Linked DNA regions of Mus musculus: all the other regions are linked to region 1. A link is a contact called in public HiChIP or PLAC-seq, Micro-C and promoter capture Hi-C data. All regions are on one chromosome and are shown on one strand. The core of a region is the stretch at or near the end of the contact, and the rest is flanking DNA. Distances in the headings are between cores, read along the strand shown.

Region 1 (2,611 bases), core at 29-2,528:
AAAGAGCACTGGGCCCGATGCTGGGCTTCAGAGCCAATTTCCAATAAGTCATATCATCATCAGAGAACATCAAACGCACATTCCACTTTCAGCTATGCAAATTCCAAAAGAATAATACCTCACATTTGCATAATGCTTGATGTTTTTCAAAGTGCCTTCCCAGCTATTAATCTACGGGTGGCTTTATTACCACTAGAAACATAAATTGAAACTCTCTTCCAGCTCTTCTTTTTTTTTTCCACTTTCCCCTCAAAACCCAGAGACAACCTAAATCCAAGTGTTTGGGAATCCATGGGTATCTCCAGGAAAGGTAAGGACCCCGCTGGGTAAACACAAATATAGCTCATTGTGAGGTCTGTCCTTCACAGTCACCATTGGGGCCAGCTTTTAAAACACAAGGTCTGTTGTTGAACTAACAAACACACAAAGAGCAACAGTGTATGTAGCACAAGTTTAAGATTCCTTCTGGGTCCCCAGCTTCATTGTCACCACACCTGGCTCTTAATTTGGCACCCATCCCCTTCTACCACATATTAGAAAATTGGGAAATTTATTCTACCACTTTGTCCTTAACCCTGCAGGCATCTCTGTCCCCAGTAAAGTTTGTTTGCCGAAGAGCTTCCATGTCTTTAACTTGATGTGAGCCAAGAGGCTGAATTCGTTGCAAACTCAACATGAAATGATTTCAAAAAACAAGGTGAGCAGGTACGTCAGGGTTGGAGAAAGCCCTTCTAGCCATCCCCGATGCCTTTCCAATCCGCTTCTTTTTCCATTTCTTTCAGACTTAATTGTGTGTAGCGTTCCCAGTCACAGAGTCTCCAGCATTTCCTGACACTTGAATCTCATGCATTTTAGCAAAAAATTAACCTGGCTGTTTGCTTTTAATTCCGAAGCCGTGTTAATACTCAACTCCCTCTAGATTAGACAAGAAGAAAAACACACGCCCGCATACCCCACCTGGCACCACAGGCTCCTGGGCTGACATTTGTAGTGTCGCAGTCCCTGTGGTTGGCCACACTTACCATTTCAGGAGGGCCAAGAGAGCCACGAGCAGAGTCACAGTCACTATGGTACCACTGACTTCAAACTTGAGAAGCCCCAACACTTCCATTTTTCCTCGGAGACCCCGGAGGGGTGGTCCTCAGGAGGAAAGAGGGTGCTGCTCTCCTGCCCTTATAGGAGTCCTGATCTGTATATAGGTGGTGGAGAAAGAAGTAGGTAGTCAGCTGAACATCCCATCAAGTGAGTCCCCCAAAAGTGCTCTTTCTTAGAGTGTGCCTTTCTTTATAAAGAGGAAGGAAGCAGAGGGAGAAACAAAGGGCTTCAGGGCAATGAATCAGCAACTTTATTTTCTTGATGACTGTGTTGTCAATAAACATTTATGTTAGCTTCCCCAGAAACAGGAGCAGACAGGCGGGCCTCATGGTCATCATGAAGCAAAATGGTTGTTAACCATTGACTGCTTCTCAAATACGCCGTCCTCAGAGAAAGACCTCCTGCAAGATTTGCCTCTCTACACCTTTGTCGATCTGTACTTCAGTGGTGACACAGGCCAGGGCACTCTGAATGTTCCATGGATTCTGGGGGCCAGGTGGACAGCATCATCTGCTTTGTAGCCAACCACCTCCCAGTGCATTGGTTATAGGATGCAAGCTCCTGACTGAGAGGAGAGGCATGCTCACAGTATTGGTGCAGACCACAGATCTTACCTCGGGTGAGCGCTCTCAGCATGAGTTGTTGGTTGTGTAAAAGCTCACTCGTAGTCGTGTGTGGGTTGACTGTTCTAGCTTCTGGTCTAATTTGATGAAAGACACTGGATGATTTTATTTGCTTATTCATCAGCGTGTTTCATCCTGAAGACAGATAAAAAGGTTGGGTGAGCAGGAAAACACCCACCATGACGTTATTCGGCCATTCATAGAGTGTATATGGGGTCAGCATCCGCCATACTCACAAATGATGCTGGCCCCCAACCCTGGAGAAGATTCTTTGCAGATGGATATACAGTCTACAAACGAAGGAATAATTACCAGTGCAGAACAGTGCTGTGAAGGTTCTCAAAACGGAGCTTCGGGGACAGCCTGTGGGATGGCCTGCTAGGAGGTATAGTGGGGAAGACTCTAGGGAGGAAAGCCATCACTGAGATTTGCCTGTGAGAAAGCAGTTTGTCCTGTAGAGAGCTGCAGGAGAAGCAGAAAGAGAGCATGGGTGGAGGCCTGGAGGTGGGAAAACCTTTCTGCGCTTTAAGTACTACGGTAAGACCCACGAGCCTTGTTCTTTTCCTCAACTACCCCCCCCCATCTTTCTTTCTCCTCTCTCAGAGTAGGCTTCTCCTCCACAGGGTCAGATAGTCTGCTCAAATTAAGGAGCTACCATGCAGAGTGACAGCTAGTGCTACTGGAGCAACGGCAGGTTTATGGCCATGCTCAGGGAAGGAACAACCTCAGATGTGACTGAATTCAGTGCACATGCCAGAGCAACACTGTGGAAAAAACAACATATATACTTGTGTATACACACACACACACACAGTGCTCCCTAAGGCGTCCAAGGTGAGATAAGTGTGAGAAAGGCTGGTCTAAACATTAATCAGTAAGTTTATTTACTGCAG
Region 2 (2,611 bases), core at 84-2,583, 490 kb after region 1:
TTTCCATTCAAAGACAATGTGCACAAACTCAACACACACACACACACACACACACACACACAAAGCTAACAATATTTACCAACACAAGTGCAACCACATTACGAATCCACTTTTTCATTCCTAACGTGGAATCATTAGTTTCTGAAAATGTTTAATTTCTCTTAAATCCCCTTCAATCAAGGAAAATAAACCACCCGGCCACGAGCCCATCTCAGCAGCCCTGGCGCACGGTACAGCTGGGTTGAGGAAGGATGAGGATGAGCCGAGAAGGGGTCACACAATCTCTCCGCTTCAGACCGGGGGGCGTGTCCCCCAAGGTTTTTTTTTCGCTTCCCTTCTACCGGAACGACAGATGGAAGTGCCACAAGAAGCTAGCCGCACGGCTCACAGGGCCTCGGGATTTGGTGTGGGGAACAGAAAGGAAAAGGAGGAAAAAGCTGAGGTTTCGAAAGGTGCACAGGAAAACCGGCTCGGCGCGGTGTGGTGGGGGCAGCATCGGCCACCCAGGAGGGCCGAGCCGCGCAGCTCCCGCCCCGTCTAGCTGCCCGGCCCCCGCCACCCCACCCCCGGGGCGAGCGAAGTGCAGAGCAGCCCGGGCAGGCGGCGGGTCCGGAGGCGCCCGGGCTGTGGGGCGGCCGGGAGGGAGGGACCCTCTGTACCCGTTGTTCTCCGCACAGCAGCAGCTCCGGGTAGCTGAACTCCACGCAGCTTTCGTCCGTGGGGTCCTTGAGCACCAGCTCCAGGCGAACCGTCTCCTTCGGCGGTCGCGGCGGCGGCTCCGCCCGGGAAGCCGACTCCCGCGGAGGGGGAGTCTGCAGGGGCAGCGGCGGCGGCGGCGGCTCGGGCCGCGGGGGCTCGCGCTGCAGCGCCATGGGCGGCTCGGCGCGGCTGACCTCGCGCTGGGGGAGCGGCTTGTCGCGCGCCGGGGGCTGCGCGTCAGCGCGGGGGGCCGGCTCCGCCCGGGCCGGCTCGCGGTACGGCTGCGGCTCCAGTCGGGGGGGCTCGCGCTCGGCGCCCGCGAAGTCGGCCTCGCGTCGCCTCACCGGTGACAGGCTAATGAACGCGACTCTGCGCGGCTCCGCCATCCCCACTGTTCTGGCCCTCGGCGCTCGCTCGAGCCGGCTCTCGCCTCGACGCCGCACGGCGCGCCTGCCCGCCTCTCCTTCTGCTCTCCGTCACTTTTCTTCCCTCCAGCACCCTCAGCTGTCCCCGCGGACGCCACCGTGAGTGCGGACCGGGTCCCCGTCCCCGCTACTACGTTCTGATGGGCTCCACCGCCATCGCCAGGGTCGCCGCAGCCGCCATGTTGGATCCCCCACATAAATAGAAGCAGGCCGCTGAGCGGGCGCATGCGCACACTCGAGACGCTCGCGTCCACAGTCGTGGCTGTTGCTCAGTTTTCCCCTTTTCCTCTCAACAGTCTGGAGGCCAGACAGCTCGGCGGAAGTGACGTCACAGACAGGCCTGTCTCCGTGGCAACGGGGACGCTCTCTGCTTTGCTTTCAAAGGAGGGGTTTGGGGTTCCCTGAGTGATTTCCTCCTCTCGCCCGGAAACCGAGGCACGCTCGCCGATCCCTTAGGGTGAGCGTCGCGATGTGCCTGGGACCGACACAGTCATGGCGCCGGGTCCCGCCCGACGTTGGCCTCTGGCTCTCGGCGCTGGGGAACAGGGTTGTCAGCTGAGGATTCCAGGCGGACCCAGGGCAGGGGTGAGGGGCTCGCGGCCCGGCGCCGGGCCCGCCGGTCTGTTGTCCCGTCACCTGAGGTGTCCAGGGTAGAAAGGCGAAAACTAAACTCTCCTCAGACCCCTCCCGAAAGCGCTACGCTGCCTCCCACACCGCTGCCTCCCACACCTCTTCCTAGCCGCTTTGCGCATGGCGGTGAGACGTTCAGTGACGCGCCTCAGTTGGGAAATTGAACTGGCAAAGGAACAGTTCTTGAAGACTTGAACGTCTTGGCAGCCTTTGGTGTTATTTTAGGGGACATGCTCCCGGGGGAAGAAAATTCACGGCTCATCTTTGAGTGGGAAGGAGCGTTGCTTAGGCTTCGTTGGAGCATCGTGGGAAACGAACTGGAATTCAGATTTTAACGGACGAGAATTACTAGCCCTTTTCATCTATTCAATAGAAAGGGAATTGAAAGACTCCCTTGCCGCATCCTCAAGGAAACCCAAGCTTGTTAATTGCATCAACTATATTAGATGTTGAAGAGCTGAGTCAAAGAGTCGTCACAGACGTTTTTAATATTTGCTCTTCTATTCCTTTCCAAAGGTGTACCAAATGGTGATGGAATGTTCAACCCAAAAGATTGTGCTAGCTCTAAGCCAGGTGTAGAGATGTATCCCTTTAGTGTCAGGAAGATACAGGCTGTTACATTTCAACATGGTCCACATAGACAACTGCAGGTCAGCTAACACTTCTTTTTTTTTTTTTTTTTTTTTTTTTTTGGTTTTTTGAGACAGGGTTACTCTGTGTAGCCCTGGCTGTCCTGGAACTCACTCTGTAGACCAGGCTGGCCTCTGCCTACCGAGTGCTGGGATTAAAGGCATGCGCCACCACGCCCGGCCAGCTAACACTTCTTAATGGAAGTGGGTGCACTCTGGAGCCAGGCG
Region 3 (2,611 bases), core at 31-2,530, 460 kb before region 1:
AAGTTTAGCTAAAAGCTGGTCTGTAAGTCAAGAAGAGTTTGGTGGATGTCACCGAAGACATAAGATTAACTGTGAAATGAACCCAGGTCCAGGAGTGCCTTTTGTAGACCAGGCTGGCCTCGAACTCAGAAATCCGACTGCCTCTGCCTCCCGAGTGCTGGGACTAAAGGCGTGCGCCGGGTGGAAGCGTTCTTACTACCTGGCCTTGGATGCCCTGAAAGAGGAAACTGGGTGGTAGCACGGGAATCTTCCTTCTCTCCTCTTTCTCCTCCTCCACGTCTTCCTCTCCCCCTTTCTATTTTTATTTATGTGTTTTTGTATGTCTCTGTGTGTGTCATGTTCACGGAGGCCAGATGAGGGTGTCAGGTCCTCTGGAACTAGAGTGTGAGTCACCATGGAACCAAATCTAAGTCTCCTAGATGGGCAGTCACTGCTCTTAACTGCTGAGCCGTCTCTCCAGTTCCATTTTTTAAAAAATGATTTATTTATTTTTATTATATGTAATTACACTGTAGCTGTCTTCAGACACTCCAGAAGAGGGAGTCAGATCTCATTACTGATGGTGTGAGCCACCATGTGGTTGCTGGGATTTGAACTTCGGACCTTCAGAAGAGCAGTTCTTACCCACTGAGCCATCTCACCAGCCCTCTACAGTTCCATTTTTAAAAATGCACAGATGTGGGCTGGTGAGATGGCTCAGTGGTAAGAGCACCCGACTGCTCTTCCGAAGTCCAGAGTTCAAATCCCAGCAACCACATGGTGGCTCACAACCATCTGTAACAAGATCTGACGCCCTCTTCTGGAGTGTCTGAAGACAGCTACAGTGTACTTACATATAATAAATAAATAAATCTTTTTTAAAAAAAAAAATGCACAGATGTATGTATGTACGTACATATGTATGTATTTAATCATCTTTCCAGCTACGCTGCTGGGGATCTTAATACGAACTATTTATTTTGGTGCAATGGCAATGGGGTGCAGAGCTGTGAATACAAACAGGTGAATGACTATTCCTACCTATATGGACAACTGCATTTAATTAAACAAGAGTCTAAAACAGAATAACGCCTCCTCTTGAAAAAATGGTCAGCCTATCGGTTCTTCTCAAATGATATCTCTCACTCGTTGCTTTTCTCCGCTAACATTTCTGGACCTAGTCCCTTCCTGCAGGAGCTCAGTTAAACCCAACCAGTGGACTTTACAGCTCGCAGGTAAAGCGGCACTGGCGGACTACAGCTCCCGGCATGCACCTGTCCCCGAGGTCACGTGAGCGTCCGGAAGCTCTGGCCACATCCCGCTGGGTGAGGTGGCGGCGGGGGCGGCGGGAGCGGAGTCTAGCGGAGCGGGTTCTTCGGCGGGTCTCAGGTGCGAGCCTGCGTGCGCTCGGGTGCTTGGGGTCCTGGCCGGGTTGGGCGCGCGGTGGGCTTCGGGCGTGGGAAGCGCGGACAGCTGGTGGGTGTGGCGGCTCGGGCGCCGCTGGCAGCTGGCCCCCACCAGACCCCCACCGGGACCCCACCGGAGCTCCTGGTGCTGCCGCTGTGCAGTCCCGAGGCTGTGTGCACCGCAGAGGGAGGAGGACACCAGACACCAGAGAGGGAAGGTGGCCCAGCCCAGCCCACGCAGACCTCCCGGGTAGGGGGTACTTGTTCCCCTCGGCCCACCGATCTTGGCTCATGGGACGTTTGAACGGAAGAAAATGAAACCCAAGGAAAGGGTTCATGGTTTAGCAAGAGGAGGGCCACGTTTCAGGTAGGGTGGGAGGCGTTTGGATAGGATGCACGGAGGTCAGAGGGAGAATTGACTTCGTGGAAAAACTAGGGGTTTGTTTTCGAGTAACTGCCACGACCTCAGGGAATTCGGCTCTGCTTCTTATTCGAATGTCAGACTTTGGTTGTTCTTATTTGTAGAGTGTGGCCTGTTCTTAATTTTGATAAGACAATGGGGATGTGTCCACTTTTAACATTTTCTGCAATATGTTAAGCGATGCCGTGATATTTTACTGAAATGTTTAGAGGATACCTAGTTGCCAGGGCGAGCCTCTTTAGCCATTGCTTGATGTCTTCACTCACATTTCTGTTTACGAAACAATCACTGATGAAGAGAACACCTCGACTACTGTGGTAGTTGAATTATTCTTTTGCCACTTGCCAGATGTTCCTTGTAAGTAAAACAGAGTCTGCCCTAAACACACAGTAAATCCTTTCATTTAATCCTTAAGTGAGGAAAGAAGTGAAGTAAATGGACTTGACCTTTAGTGTCAGAGTTCTCTGTTTTTCAGGAGCAGTTCAGTGCTCATTGTTTAAGGTTTTGGATGAGTGCCTGGTCCTCAAGTGAGGATGACATGCTGTTGTTGCAGTGATAACTGGCACGATTAGGGCTTTGTCTGAAGGGCAGAGGAGAAAGTAGTTGTCTTTGAAAGAAAATAGGGAGAAGTTGGCCTTAGGAACCCTGGTATAAATGGATGTGGTTTTAGGAACCCTGAAACAGCTAGCTAAGTCCTTAACATCTGTGGTAATGCGGCAGTTTTAAGAAAAAGTGTGTGTGTGTGTGTGTGTGTGTGTGTGTGAGAGAGAGAGAGAGAGAGAGAGAGAGAGAGAGCGAGCAAGTG
Region 4 (2,611 bases), core at 77-2,576, 430 kb before region 1:
GTATCAACATTGTGAGTGGTGATGTGTGCAGAGCCTCGGAAGGCCAGGCACACAGGCTGTGTCTGTACAGGGCCGCTGTTAATACTCTCCTAGGTCTCCCGAGTATCGGGGCAGAGGAGAGCTCGGAAGAAGATTCACAGAGGCCACTCATCGATGGTGCTGAAAATGAAGATGACTATGAGCCTAACTATTCGATCCAGGAGGACAGGGCTGTCGTCCAAGTGAAGGCCATAAGCTTTCATCAGGCTTGCTGCCTTCCTGGGGTCATCCCGGTAAGGACTCCCTGGTCTCCTTCCACAGCTGGCCGGGTGTGGTACCTTCAGTGCTGTGCTGGGTGGGGAGCACGCTGCCTTCTACTGTCTACTGATGCAGTCCTAGGTGGTTGTGTAGCATCTGTCAGCTTCCCTGGTAGCCATGGAAACCCTGTCACATATAGAAGCTTCAGACAACAGGGGTTGGGCGGGCATGTCCAGACGTGACTCGTGAACATGCTGATGCTGATCCATCATGCAACTGCCAAGGCACAGTTAACAAGTTTTTAAATATTTTGATCTCTCAGATTTACCTGGACCAAGAGGGGTTTTGAATGGTTCATCATCTGCCTATTTGTGAATTCTGATCATTCTGGGGAGTAGGGAGTTGCCCAGTCCTAGGACAGAGTACACAAGGATTTCTTGGTAATTTATCCCAGCATTTCCACAACCTTTGCAGTCCAGGTCAACTCTGTCTGAGCGGAGCCCCTCCTGCTGCTGCAGTCTGTCTGTCTTCATGTTTTGGGGGTCCTATCACTGGAGTGGAAGTTAAGAGGCCTAGGTTGTGTTTGCAGCTTGCCCAGTAACTTTCTGTGAGACTTGGATAAGTCTCCCAACCCATCCTTGTGTCTCAGTGCCAGGGAATGGAGATGGCACCCATCTTGCCTGGCTCATTGTATAGTTCACAAAGCATCTGATTTCATGATGCAAGTCTGCAGCCATCCTACTCTGTCCCTCCCAGCTCTCTTCTGCCCTCTGCCTCTCTGCTAAAAAACTAACCCTACGAACAGGCAGTCAGTCAAGTGTAACACTCTCTAATTCTTAGAGCTAGGGAATAGGGAAATAGAGATAGAGATAGGGAAACTCTGGTTCCTTTAGGCCCTTGTAGTCCTGTTCTTATGAACATAGTGCCTTTCGGTTATAAAAATATTATACCAGCAGTTGTTTTGGTAGAGACAGAACTTCAGTTTGTTGTGGCTAAACAAGAAACTTACTTGCTGGCTCCTTTGTACTCCTAAGCCATTGTTCTCTGGCACTGGCAGGGTGGAGAGGAAGTCTAGCTAAGCCTTTGTCTTTGTAGCAGGCTTCTGGGCTGAGAGCTGTGGTGGTCAGGATTTGGCTCTCTACGGGGTGTCTGCTACCCTGCCTGCCAGGGAAGCACTTTTAAAACAAGTGGCACCTGGGAAATCACTGGCACTGGGGTGGGGGTGGGGGTGGGGTGCAGGAGTTCTAGCCAGACACTCTTTGAAGTCCGCCCTCTTCCTCTGCCTTCCCTTTGATGCTAATAGTCAGGGTTTCCTGGTAATAATGTATGTGTTGAGTACAGGAGTCTCAGCCATCACCCACTTAAGGCAGCTCTTTCAGAAGAGAGCCAGAGGCCAGTGGAAACCATAGCTCTTTCTTTTTGGCCCTCCAGAAAGGCTCTTTTCTGTGGGATGTGGTCCACAGGTAGATGTCTTTCTGTCTGTGACTGAGTCATTAACTCTCCGTAGTTTGCAGAATTAAATTTGCGGGGAGAGAACCAAGAAAGCCTGGCTGCCAGCAAGATGAGCTGAGGTTTGCTAGGCCAATTTGCCTGTGGCTGATGGTGGTTGGAAGCATGAACACCAGGGACCTTTTGTCTAAATAAAGAAACGTGGGTACAGTGTGTACTGCTTTCTGGGTTTCAAACACTGCCTTGCTTTTACCAGAGAAATGATAGAAGAAGAAACTGGGGGTAGTTAAGAAAAAGCTGTGCATAATTCCTTCCTTCCTTCCTTCCTTCCTTCCTTCCTTCCTTCCTTCCTTCCTTCCTTCCTTCCTTCCTTCCTTCCTCCTTTCTTTTTTTGGAAACCAGTAGAAGTAAAGAAAGAGGGCTTCTGGGTAAGGTCAGGGAGGACCCCATGCTGTGCTGTATGCTGCTTGTTGACAGTTGTGGTTTCTCCTGCAGTACTCACTGGCCTACGCCTGCCTGAAGCTAGTGAACTACTCCTTCTTCTTCTGGCTGCCCTTTTATCTGAGTAACAACTTCGGGTGGAAGGAAGCCGAAGCTGACAAGCTGTCCATTTGGTACGACGTCGGAGGTATCATAGGTACGCATGTGTGCCTCTCCTTCCGCGTGGTTAGTCGCCTGCCATCTTTCAGAGTTAGGAAATCTCATTTGAAGTTTTATTGCTTGCTCCACAGCCGTCTTTCCCAACCCGTCCTACCAGTAAACACGCAGCTTCTGTGAGAACAAAAAGTCCAAAGGAAGAGGGCCAGCTTGAGACTGACAGGCTGTGGTTTATAGGGGCTGTCTTCTCTTAGTCTGCGGGTGATGGATCAGCTCTTTTGTCCTGGGAACACTTGGAAATCTCTTTAAATGCAGCGCCTTTGTGTGC
Region 5 (2,611 bases), core at 66-2,565, 370 kb after region 1:
TTCTAATTCAGTGGGCATCAAATATCCAAAATGATTCTGTTTTCAGCACAGGTAAAATTTGCCAATATTTACTGAAGTCTCTAATACGTGGTCTAACAAAATGGAGGTCTCTCGGTGGGAAAAAAAAATAGGCCTAAACACTTCTACAAAATGGGGCCAAACACACCCACTTTAAGAAACCATGGTTTGGGTCAGATTTTCCACACACACGAAAAAAAAAAGTTGATTCTGTAAGGGCTCGACGAAGCGTCCCTGGAACTGGGGGTTAGTAGTGGTTTCGTTAAGACCAGGGAGGGAGGGGATGTTTCTCTCCACACTCTAGAGGACGGCGGCGAGGGGTGATCCGAAAGCCCAGAGGAAAGGAGCTGGAGCTGGGGGTGGAGACCTGAGCGCCCCGCCGGTCCCTGATCAATAGTCAAACTGACCGCCCCACTACTCCAAGACAGACTTGGGCTCTCCCAACCCCGCCAAGTCAACAGCAAAAGGCACAAACTCCCCTTTCTGCTCCCAGGCCCCGCCTCGCCGCATTGGCAGCAGTTCCCGCCAATCCGCACGGTCACCGCCCCCAAGACCGCCTGCCAAGCCCTGATTGGACTGGAAGAGAGACGGGGGGGACCTCGCGCTACCAATCTGGGAACCCCTTACTCGGCCGCACGCGCGCGCCCAAGTGCTCCCTCGGAGGCCTCCCCCTCCCCAGGCACGGCCCCTCCCCCACCCCCAGGGCTCTGGCAGCGACTTACCGTCCCGAGAGGTGCCCATTAACTGGTCCAGCATAGCGCGCATCTGGGCCTGCGCCGACATGGCGGCGGCGTAGCGGGCGGGCGGTCGGGCGGGCAGGCAGGCGGGGGTGGGGCACCGGCCGGGCCCTGGCGGGCGGGGGACGAGGGGAAGGGGTGGGGGAGGTGCGGCGCTGTCTCGGTGGCCGCCGCGGCCTCGAGGCCCGCGAGTAGGGAGTCGGAGGGGTCGTGGAGAGTCCGGGCTGCGCTCCTCACGACGGCGTGAACGCGGAAAATGGCAGCCCCCCTAGAGAGTGAGCCCTGGTGCCCTCACTCTCCGTCCGGTTCCTGAGACAGACGCGACACAGGCTAAGCCGACTCTCGCCTCCTCCCGACACCAACACCCGCCAGAAGCCGTCAACCCCCCCCCCCAGCAAGCGAGCTCTGACGCGGCTCGCAGCCGCCGCGACGGGAGCGCGCACGCAGCTCGCGCCTAGTCGTTTCCCGTGGGGGTTCGGCCAATCGCCATCCACGTCGCTGCGCTCCGCCCTGCCCCTCCTACGAAGGGTCCCACCCTAACGGCTCCCGAGCGCGTTCACGTCTGCTCACCCCGCCCCTCTCGGAGGCTGAGTCTCGCGAGAATGATGCTCTTTTTTTTTTTTTTTTTTTTTTTTTTTTTAGCCTACTCCGAAGCCTCTTCGGCCCCGGGCGTCTAAGCAGCAGGTCACTTAGGCCTTTGCTGTTTGCCGCCCTGGCGTCCAGCCGCAAATTAGCCAGTGCCGAGCTTAGAGCGAGTCGCAGTAAGTAGTGCGACAGAAGTTCTCAGGGTTAGTGCTTTCCCGACGGATGCTGGCGGAATCGCAAGCCCGTGGGAGCCCCGAGCCCGAGCGGAGGACACCTAACCTTATCCTCAGGCCACTGCCCCTCATCAGTGCCCGAGTTCGGGACATGTCAGGTTCAGGAAAAAGAAAAAGCAAACAAACCGCGAAATCAACACAGTGGAAATCAGGCCTCCCGACCCCTTCTGCTACGTTTAGGACAGCTGGAAGCTGCTAGTCTGAATTCGGAGCTGGGCAAAGTGAGAGCTTGGGACAGGCCATAATGCAGAGCAGCGTTTCCGTGGGGTTCTTGGCTGACTGTCGCCCTGCACTCCCACGCCCTGCTGACTGCGACCTTCCAACCGTAGTTGATTTCTTAATCTCAAGGCTGGTGGGGCTGAGGCCAGAGTGAGCCAACGGGAAATACTTAGGCCACGGCTGCTTACCGGTTTTCGAAAAGGAAAAAAAAACTGGCGAGTCTTTTAAGCTGAAACGTCGCAACTTTAGATAATAACTGGGAAATTATGGATATTTTTTGCCGTTTCATTATAATTGCCCATGCATTGAGGAACTAAAACTTCAAACTAGCGCCAGCTTCATATTAAAATCATATGAAAGAATCATCACAATTCCAAGGTTTAACTAGGCACTGAGCCGATGCAAATTACGTTATCTAGTCAGCAACTTGCCAAAAAAAAAAAAAAACACAATTATTCAGAGTACTGTTTTTGAGACAGGGTGTCAATGTTATGAGAAAAATAGCCTTAAAAAGTGAGAATACCGGAGACTCAGCATAGGTTAGGAATGGAGACATTTTTCACCTCTGCAGAAGTTAGGCATCACCCTGACACAAAAGACAAACTGAGCTGCCAACTTAGCATAAAACTGTTTAGTTGTTGTTTGGGTTTTTGTTTGTTTTTTTAATTACATGTCGTCTCTCTCCACTTTTTCTTCCCAACTTTTGGTTTTTTCGAGACAGGGTTTCTCTGTGTAGCCTGGAACTCACTCTGTAGACCAGGCTGGCCTCGAACTCAGAAATCCACCTGCCTCTGCCTCCCAAGTGCTGGGATTAAAGGC

Evidence for each region. Hi-C and Micro-C count contacts between places; a contact is called where the count stands out from the background. HiChIP or PLAC-seq counts read pairs in DNA pulled down with a chosen protein or histone mark. Capture Hi-C pulls out chosen DNA fragments and counts their contacts.
Region 2: an H3K4me3 HiChIP or PLAC-seq map of stem cell-derived neural progenitor cells shows a contact between it and region 1, with 4 times the contacts expected there. The contact joins the promoter of Ubn2 here to the promoter of Tbxas1 in region 1. A contact is called at or near these places in 2 of 39 promoter capture datasets (pre-B cells and stem cell-derived epiblast-like cells), 2 of 484 Hi-C or Micro-C datasets (both in the G1E-ER4 cell line) and 1 of 115 datasets of contacts at active chromatin or transcription factors (stem cell-derived neural progenitor cells).
Region 3: a FOXA1 HiChIP or PLAC-seq map of pancreatic cancer cells shows a contact between it and region 1. The contact joins the promoter of Slc37a3 here to the promoter of Tbxas1 in region 1. A contact is called at or near these places in 2 of 39 promoter capture datasets (hippocampal neurons and pre-B cells), 1 of 115 datasets of contacts at active chromatin or transcription factors (pancreatic cancer cells) and 1 of 9 other capture datasets (adipose tissue).
Region 4: a contact with region 1 is called in a Micro-C map of embryonic stem cells, with 2.5 times the contacts expected there. The contact joins the enhancer-like site here to the promoter of Tbxas1 in region 1. A contact is called at or near these places in 11 of 484 Hi-C or Micro-C datasets (B cells, the G1E-ER4 cell line, the N1E-115 cell line and 5 more) and 2 of 115 datasets of contacts at active chromatin or transcription factors (memory CD8 T cells and trophoblast stem cells).
Region 5: a promoter capture Hi-C map of liver shows a contact between it and region 1, with 2.6 times the contacts expected there. The contact joins the promoter of Luc7l2 here to the promoter of Tbxas1 in region 1. A contact is called at or near these places in 7 of 39 promoter capture datasets (the 3T3-L1 cell line, the C10 cell line, HPC-7-derived erythroid cells and 3 more), 3 of 484 Hi-C or Micro-C datasets (all in the G1E-ER4 cell line), 7 of 115 datasets of contacts at active chromatin or transcription factors (the HPC-7 cell line, bone marrow-derived macrophages, epiblast stem cells and 4 more) and 2 of 9 other capture datasets (liver and macrophages).

What each region holds. Positions count from the first base shown.
Region 1 is chr6:38,917,653-38,920,263 of GRCm38.p6, reverse strand. It overlaps Tbxas1 (thromboxane A synthase 1, platelet), which reads right to left and starts at 1,278. Exons shown (of 13, transcript NM_011539.3): 1 at 1,023-1,278. The coding sequence starts at 1,111.
Region 2 is chr6:38,432,647-38,435,257 of GRCm38.p6, reverse strand. It overlaps Ubn2 (ubinuclein 2), which reads right to left and starts at 1,333. Exons shown (of 17, transcript NM_177185.4): 1 at 660-1,333. The coding sequence starts at 1,085.
Region 3 is chr6:39,376,376-39,378,986 of GRCm38.p6, reverse strand. It overlaps Slc37a3 (solute carrier family 37 (glycerol-3-phosphate transporter), member 3), which reads left to right and starts at 1,280. Exons shown (of 15, transcript NM_028123.3): 1 at 1,280-1,368.
Region 4 is chr6:39,347,001-39,349,611 of GRCm38.p6, reverse strand. It overlaps Slc37a3 (solute carrier family 37 (glycerol-3-phosphate transporter), member 3), which reads left to right. Exons shown (of 15, transcript NM_028123.3): 9 at 94-272; 10 at 2,182-2,323. Among named protein-coding and RNA genes, the nearest start is that of Slc37a3, 29 kb to the left of the region's middle. Within about 2 kb of position 1,326, at least 101 of the 459 cell types and tissues checked have an H3K27ac peak or open chromatin away from gene starts, as enhancers often do. A contact at or near this core is called in Th1 cells, embryonic stem cells, memory CD8 T cells and 1 more, where this site is marked.
Region 5 is chr6:38,550,038-38,552,648 of GRCm38.p6, reverse strand. It overlaps Luc7l2 (LUC7-like 2 (S. cerevisiae)), which reads right to left and starts at 1,315. Exons shown (of 10, transcript NM_138680.3): 1 at 741-1,315. The coding sequence starts at 801.